Regions from separate parts of the Lactuca sativa genome. Here region 1 is linked to region 2. The links are chromatin contacts, called in public Hi-C maps. All regions are on one chromosome and are shown on one strand. Each heading gives the region's core, a stretch centred on a gene start, on an enhancer-like site or on the middle of the called end of the contact. The rest is flanking DNA. Distances are from core to core; before and after follow the strand shown.

Region 1 (4,548 bases), core at 995-3,494, 420 kb before region 2:
TCTTTACTTTTTCTCATCCAAAAAATTATTTTAAAAAGCGCTTTTTAAATAAACAAAGACTTTTTTAGCTTATTAACCTTTTTAAAAACTAAAAAGCTAATAAGCTTTTTTTAAAAGCTATCCTTAACGTTATATAAATTTCTTCATACTTTCTCTTTTTGGTGATACATTTATTCATTTTTTCGACTATTTGGGATGGGCCGGGTTCACGTGTCAATAAAGTGTAGAAAATAGAAATGTGGGCCAGACTAAAGGCCCATTATTATGTGATCATGAGTTTGAATACAACCCACATGGCACATGGCAAGATGGCATCACTCACGTGCCCTATACCTTAAAAGTCCAAGATAAATAAGTACGGTTTATACGGTTTCCATGTGCCTTTGCAGACTAAATTGATTGATAGCTATAAGATGTAGTACTTTATGCATAAACACTTGTACACAGTATAAAAAGCAAGTCTTATCTAGATTCACACCATGGGGTTTTTTGGTCGTAGACTCGTAGGTTGGATCCCATTAAACGCAAGTTTTCGTTTTTATTTTTATTTTTTAATTTTCTTTTTCAAATTTAAAGTTTTATAAGAAACTTTGAACCCCAAATGAAATCCAACTGCCTGTTGAGTGTTTTTATAATTTACTTTTATATTATTTTAAAATTTTCAAAATGTGATATCTTTATACGAATAAAAATTATGTTTTTCAACTCTCTTTACCTATCAAATTCTTTGGTCTCGATTATTCTAAAACTCATGTATCAAAAATTATATAGTTATGTATTTAAAATTTATCACGGTGCTAACTTTTTAGAGTACTAGAAACTTGTTAAAATATCAAAATTTTATATCAAACCATCGTTTAGATGCATAACGCGTGAGAATTTGTCGAAAAATTCGAGGCCAAATTTTGACAAAAGCTAAAAAACGTTGTTCGATGAACATGCATAGTATTAAGTAGTTGATCTAGTTAATGCTGACTAAATCAATGATGCTTAGCTAGTCTTTTCAGACGATTAACGACATTGAGACTAAGACGTGACCCGACTCCCACGGGAGACACCAATGAATACTGATTCGGTTGATTATTTGAATCATAATAGATATATACAGTAATACTTAAATTCATAAAACATTATGAATCTCAAAGTAACTACTTGCCCACCATGATCAACCACATTGGGATTAAGACGTGGCCCGACTCCTACGGGAGATAGCAATGAATACTGATTCGTTTGATTATTTGGATCATAATAGATATATACAGTAATACTTAAATTCATAAAACATTATGGATCTCAGAGTAACTACTTGCCCACCATGATCAACCACATTGGGACTAAGATGTGGCCCAACTCCCACAAGAGACAACAGTGAATATTGTTTCGGTTGATTATTTGAGTCATAATAGATATATACAATAATACTTAAATTCATAAAACCTTATCAATCTCAAAGTAACTACTTGCCCACGACAAGTTTAACTTATGTCTTACTCGAATGAAGAAGATCAATATCGAGTTGATTAGTTGAGTTATTGTCTAACAAATGTCAAAAATATTTGAAACGAGTTTCATTCATTCTATTTGTTTTACTTTAAAGTTACACAAAGCTCAATTTACTACCCTCAACTGTTGGGAGATTGACAATTTAATCATATACAAGATCAACGTATCAAACGACTTGTAGATTTGGAATGTGAGATGCAACATGCCGACAGTTAAGAGGAAAAAAAGTGTCGGTGCCACTAAATCTGGTTCACTAAAGACACCTTTTATTGCTCGTCTCTTTCCCCATCAATATCAATGATTTGACTTGTGTCGATTTGTCTTCCTGGTTTAAAAAAATAAAAATGGTGTCTTTTCAATTATAGACCAATAGTTATTGTACACATTTATTTACTAAAATCATAATATTTTAGTGTCATATTTACTTAGGCTAATGGGCGTCGAGTGCGGTTTGGAACCGTGATTGTGCCACATCAACCGCAAACACCGCCCCCATGGTGCGGTCTCGTGTGGTCTTGGCCACACTGCGGCTAGAAACAACTGTGGTCTGTGATTGGTTGGTGGTCTTTGACTCCTTTTTGACCGTTGAAAAAATAAAAATGGTGTCTTTTCATCCAACTTTTTTTTTTGAAAAATGTCTTCTTTCAAAAGACCCAACAAAGAAAAAACACCACTAGAAACACCACCATCTCAATACCTTCATTTGATCAACCGATTTTTTTCACCTCCGTATTACCACTATGGCGGTATGCTTCCGTATTTTCCACAACGACCAGCGCAACCACTACCACAAACACTACCAAAACCCGACCCGGATTTTAATCCATTTGATTTTTTTGTCTCAACCCGAGTTTGTTCAACAAACACAAACACAACCAGAAACAATCGTTTCTGATTCCGAACCGGAATTCGTTACAAAAACTCAGCCCACTCGAGCAACGACTAAAAGAAAAGAGATGTCGGAGGCTAAATGTTGGGAACCTCTGGAAGTATTAGTTTTGGCACAATCTTGGATCAATATTTCAGAAGATGCGACGGTTGGAAAAGACCAAAAGCATGACCACTTTTGGATTCGCGTTTTACATAGGTTCCATAAAGGAATGAACCATGGAGAATACCGTACAAAACATCAAGTGTACTCCAAATGGGGGAAGATGAACAAGGAAATCATGTTGTTTAATGACTTGTATAACAACATGAAATGTCAATGGAAAAGTGGAGAAAGCGATGAAGTTATTTTGAAGAAAGCGTTGAAAGTGTATCGAAAAGAAAATCTGAAGGCTTTCAAGTTTCTTTAAGTTTGGAATTTTTTTGAAAGATAACAAGAAATGGTTGAGTAGCAAAACATCAGATGAGCATATCGACAGTGGTTCAAAACGAAGCAGAACATCTGAGTCCGACCACACTACATCAGATGCTCGTGTTCAATTTGATATGAACAAAGATGAACATGTTTCGGTTTCACAACCTTCTCGACCAATGGGAAGAGACAAAGAAAAAAAGCAAAAGCAAAGGCAAAGCGTCAGATTCAGATGAGTTGAAAGAAATGAGGGCCGACATGAAGAGTATAAAAGACAGAATGGAGAAGATTTTGAAAATTGCTTCTGAAAGAGAACTTCGGAAACAAAGGGAGAACCACATGCGAATACTAGCGATGGACACGTTGAATATGATCGGAGACGAGCTTCAAGTTATTTTGGCGATGAAGGAGAAAGTGAAAAAACGTTACGTAAATCGTGGTTAATTTCTAGTTTTTTTTTCAAGTTTTTAATCGTTTGGTGTGTGTGTGTTTTTTAAGTTGTAAGTTTTATGTTTCTAAATTGCTTCTAAATTTTTAGTTTTTTTTTAAGTTAAGTAATGTATGGTATTTGTATTTTTAATTAATGAAATATTATCTTTTTAAAATTATGTTTTTTTATTAAAAAAAAGAAGTTTTATTAAATTAAAATAGTTAAAAAAAACAAAAATAAAAGTGTGGCACCACTCCCTTGGTGTGGCAAAAAATCACACTTGTGTGGTAAAAAAAATGACGTGACGCTTATGTGGTGGGGAAGGGAGTGCGGTTTTGGTGACACCACTCCCTCCAGCCTTATTAGATTACTTTTTTTTATTTTTTATTTTTTATTTTTATCTTTTATCAAAATTGTACTATATTCGTCTATATAATAATAATAATAATAATAATAATAATAATAATAATAATAATAAATGGAATATTATTATGTATAATGAGGTAGGTTCCGTTGAGATTAAAAATAAAATAGAGATCTTGAGATTCAACATCAGCCACGTATTTCATATCTGCCACTCTAACCCTTCGGCGTACCGGCACGGCAGGTCTGGTGTAATCATAAATGATTACACAGTGCCACCCGTTCCTTTCTCCTCCGCCACCATCCCCACCACCGTAACCGCCACCGCCACTACCACTACCACCACCTCTGACACCAGTCGACCCCACCATTGTCACCTCCATTACTTATACCACCGCCACCTCTGTCACCACCACCTCTTCTGCGACTAACTGTTATAATCATTTATGATTGCTCAATCTGTGAACAGACATATATGTATAATCATTTATGATTATGCATATACGTATAAACATGTATAATCATGTATGATTATACCTCTCTGCCATATAATCATTTATGATTAGGCATACGTCGTTGCTGCTGGTACGCTAGAGCATTAGAGCAGCAAATGTGAAATATGTGGCTGAGGTTTAATCTCAAAATCTCTACTTTTTTTTTTAATCTCAAGTGAACTGTCCCCTATGTTCGTCTATGTAAGTTCGTGTATTTTTATAATTACTTTTTAAGATCCAGACTCTTAAGAGATTATAACTCAAAATTAATGTCATTTGCTTATTAGATTAATTTAAAATCTAACTAAATAACATTTTCGATCGTTAATCTTTAGTTATAGTTTTTTTAATAAATTATACTAGTTTATCCCTATATATAAAAAATTCAATGAAAAACCTTATTTAATTAAGGGTTTAGGTCATTTTTGTCTTAACTTTTGTTTTTATGCTTATTTGGT
Region 2 (4,366 bases), core at 1,736-4,235:
TGGTTTGTCCAGTTCAGTCAAAAAAAAAATTACCTTTATTTGCTGAGATTTGACTGCAGATAGTGTCTCAATGGGTTGCAGACCGCTGTTCTCTGCAAGAGCCATGGGAACAGAATCCAAAGCATCTGCAAAAGCCCTCACAGCATACTGGCAATGGCAACAAAATAATTACAATTAAAAACTCCGTTTATTGAAACTATTTAAAAAAGAAATCAAATATATATATTTATATTTATATTTATATACCTGCTCAACTCCTGGATATTTATCAGCAGCTGCTTCAACTGCAATTGAGCATGAAATTTCTGGTGCCCCACCACCATATACAATAGAGTTATTGCGGATGAGATTTCTTGCAACACATAATGCATCATGAATGCTGCGTTTTGTCTCCTCTATCATCATCTTGTTACCTAATTTATCTCAAAATTATGATTATCTATCCAATAACATTTTATCAGGAAAAAAATGATAAAGCTTTGAAGGTTAAACATAACCAATGAAAATACATGTTAACTTACCCCCACGAATAAATATGGTTACAGCCCTTGAATTAGCACAATGCTCAATATATAGCATCCGATCTTTTGTGGTGCCAAATGATTTCTCTCTAACCAAACCAGCCTGTCCATAAATTTAATAAAAAATTTAAAAAGTCATTTATTATGTTTTTTTCAGGATTACAACCAATGAAAATAGTAAATGAGAAGAAATTATACCTTGCCTAGCTTTTCTGCTGTTAATTCCTGAAACCTAGGGACAATTCTTCCACCTGTTGAAAATAAAGAATAAACACCAAAATCATATCAAAAGGGTAAAACAGACAATAATCAGTTGTTATGAGATAATTAGTAGACACAAACCAGTGGCTATTGCTATAAGCTCTAATTCAACACCACCAACCCATCTCACAGCAGGTAAGTTTCTGTGCATTAATAAGTGATTTGCTTCATCGTCAAAACCCCATTGGCAAATTACCAATGTAGCCCCAACATCCTGTAGAAAAAATATATACATTGAGGCATGAGATTACAAAAAATAAAAAGTAGAATGAGGTGTCACCATACCTTGCATTGTTGAACCATGTCATCAAAGTATTTCCTTTCTTGCTCACGTAAAGTTTGAAACTTTTCAACTGTATCAATATCAACCTTATGCTTAGTCTTTGGCTTTGGAGGCTCAAAGGGGCAAGTCAAAATGGCAATTTTAGCATCCTCAATATGCTTTGGCATTTGAGGGTGACTCATATCTTTGTCAACAAGAATCCCATAAATAAGCTCTGTATCTTCCAATTTTCCACCAACTTTTCCCTCAATTTTAATCAGATCTAAGTTAACATCCTTCCTCTCTAAATCAGCAACTGCCATTACTGCCTTCACAGCAATCTCAGCCAAACTTCTTTTGCAACGGTTCACACTGAATTGAATTGAATCAGATATAAAAAAAAAAAACATGTAATCTTTTAAAAGATTGGAAAGAAAAATTGAGAAAAGCTTACATCTTGGAGGATAAGGTAGTCATGCAAGTTTGAACAAGGGGTTCTATATTTGTAGGATTGAACTCAAACTTGTGTGAGATTTGTTGCAAATGATCAACAGCAATCTTTGAAGCAATCTCATAGCCTTCTGCAACACGAATTGGATGAATACCACGTTCTAATAGTCGTTCAGCTTGTTCTAGAAGTGCTCCAGCCATAACAACAACTCCTGTTGTTCCATCACCAATCTCATAGTCTTGACTCCTTGAGAGTTCAACCATCAGTTTACCAATTTGATTGTCAACATCCATTTGCTCCAAGATTGTTGCACCATCATTTGCTGGAAAAAAAAATTAAAGTTAAATCTTGATAGCAATAAGCTATGCTGAATAAATTTAGGGAACTCAAATAGCAGCAAATGATTTCAACCAATTTTAATCGCTTATCACATCCTTCAAGTCATACCCATGATCAAATCAGAGTCAAATCCTTGAGATAGCTCTCACCATTGGGGAAAATAGTTAAGCTTCTCATATAAGCTTTAAAGGAGCTTTCAACATACTATGTAAAAGGATAGAAAAAACAATTTAGTGCACTGCAGACTGAACGCTGCCTTTACTATATTTTAACATGGGTGCTTGTATTTGTGCTTGATGTAATCAGCATTTTCTCTGAGAGAGTAAATAATAAACATATCAAAATTTGAAAGTACATGTTTGGCATACAAAGCCAATTTGTAGATCGCAGTGGAGGGATCAGATAACAAGTTACTAGTTCTATGTGGTCGTATGATCTGCTGTTCAATAAAATAAATCCCATCTAAGTAACCTTATACAGATCAAGTTTAGTTAAATCCGCAAATAATGATCTGGTCTTTCAAATTGCTTTGAAATAAGATCTCAAACTTCATTATAACAAAAATGTGTTCAATTATAACCTATAGTTCCTATAACACATTCTCTACCTACAGAAGATAGATTACATTCAATAAGTAAATCACGCATCGATTCATATTATTATACGTATAAAAAAAAGGCAATATTCGATGCAGAGTTGGAGATCGTGGCGAAAACTAAGAATGGATTAAACCGGCAACATGAAACCACATAGAGAGAGAGAGAGAGAGAGAGAGAGAGAGATGGAGAGATGTGAATATTTACTGATGGTGATGTCGCCGTCGGGGCTCTGGAGCATCTTGTCCATGCCTTTAGGACCAAGAGAAGTCCGGAGGATGCGAGCAACGGCGGTGCCGGCGGAAATGTTGGCTTTCTGAGCATCTAAACCTCTTAGCCTGCTCTTACTTTCTTGTTCCCTTAAGATTATGAAGGGCCGCCCATATTCGTCGAACGCCAACGCCATTTTTGTTGATCTTGCACTTGCTTAAGCTCTTAGATCGACATATAAATCAAAAATGGTTTGATCGAAAGCCACACACACGACAACGTTGAGAAGGTGGTTACCGAAGCTGCGAGTTCAAATGAGTGGTTATACCCTAAAAACCCTGGCCCAAGGGTTTGAGAGTTGCGACAAACCTCTCTCACTGATTCTCTGCTCCCGCTTATTTTTTCGGGTTTGACCCGGTTTTCATGTCGGGTCGATTAAAATTCTATCAAACAAAAATTAATATTTTATATTATTCACAAACTCAAATATCATATTCTTATTTTCAATTGAACTACTAAATGAAAACTAATTCAGACTGGTTTAATGTGATTCTATTATTTATTTATTTTTTCATTTGATTCTGGATTCCATTACAAAATAAATAAGACTTTAGATAAAGGATCTTAACTAGGATGGTCAAATGGTCCTATAAACATTTTTTTATTTGTTCATTTCTAAAATTCCACAAATAGCTAATGTTTTAAATAGTTACGATAAATAGTATTTATAATAGTAATAATAACAAAAACATGATTTTTAATAGAACATTTTCGAAAAGTTGAAGAAAAAATTATACTAGTAATATTTTAGACGAATTTTAGACCATTAAGACTTTTTTGCTCAATAACATTTGATGACAATTTGTATTAAAGTTTTCAAAATCTGTCACCTTATAAGCCTGCAATCCAATACAAATATTTCACAAGGATCCCTATCAGAAAAACCATTGCTTCCTAAACCCCCAACAAAAAATACAAAAAAAAAAAAAAATCCAAAATTCACTTTTTTCATACATGAATTCAAGCCTCTAGAAATGTACACAACCACTATAACAGATTCTTGTATCAATCAATACATTCCCTTGAAAACAGGATTTGTTCTGCATATGCTTGCCCCATATTCTTCATATTCTGCTTTTGTATGACAAGCCTAATCCACACATAAATCAAAATCCAATGTTACACATTTCAGTAATTAACTAACATCAACATACATAAATTAGTGTTTCAATTGCAGATTAAAATAATAATACATTTAAAAAAAAATACCATGAAAAATTCCTGTGTTGATGCAAGTACAGAGCCTCCAAACCATACCGCATGTTTCTGGATAGGATGGCTCACTACATTAACTTCAACCGGTTGTGCCTGGAACCAAAATTAACATCAGTTTTTTTTTTTTTTGTCACTAAAAATGAAATAAAATATATTTTATTGAAAATTATATGCTTACTTTCACTTCATTACTAAATTTCGCTTCTGATGCATGAACACGTGCACCCACAATCTTCTTTACCTCCCTTTGTAACCTTCTGTGGAAATCTTTAAACATGGTTGATCCTCCAGACAATACAATATTCTGAAATAAATCAAACCAAGGGTCACAAGTATTTTTACGGTTTTGCCCTTTTACAATTATAAAAATGTACCTTATAGAGGGCGCGTCTTGTGTCAATTGGTGCAGACTGAATACACTTGTCTATTACAACAGGTAAAGGAGTTGTAA

Evidence for each region. Hi-C and Micro-C count contacts between places; a contact is called where the count stands out from the background.
Region 1: a contact with region 2 is called in a Hi-C map of leaf, with 3 times the contacts expected there. The contact joins the promoter of LOC111893824 here to the promoter of LOC111903596 in region 2. A contact is called at or near these places in 3 of 4 Hi-C or Micro-C datasets (leaf and seed).

What each region holds. Positions count from the first base shown.
Region 1 is chr8:290,242,411-290,246,958 of Lsat_Salinas_v11, reverse strand. LOC111893824 (glutathione S-transferase T3-like) reads left to right here and starts at 2,244. Exons shown (of 1, transcript XM_023889911.1): 1 at 2,244-2,801. The coding sequence starts at 2,244. The coding sequence ends at 2,801.
Region 2 is chr8:289,823,993-289,828,358 of Lsat_Salinas_v11, reverse strand. LOC111903596 (T-complex protein 1 subunit epsilon) reads right to left here and starts at 2,985. Exons shown (of 9, transcript XM_023899365.3): 1 at 2,638-2,985; 2 at 1,499-1,817; 3 at 1,068-1,416; 4 at 864-996; 5 at 720-772; 6 at 522-624; 7 at 247-413; 8 at 34-147. The coding sequence starts at 2,836. It overlaps LOC111903601 (actin-related protein 3), which reads right to left. Exons shown (of 9, transcript XM_023899372.3): 6 at 4,290-4,366; 7 at 4,094-4,219; 8 at 3,910-4,008; 9 at 3,457-3,790. The coding sequence ends at 3,710.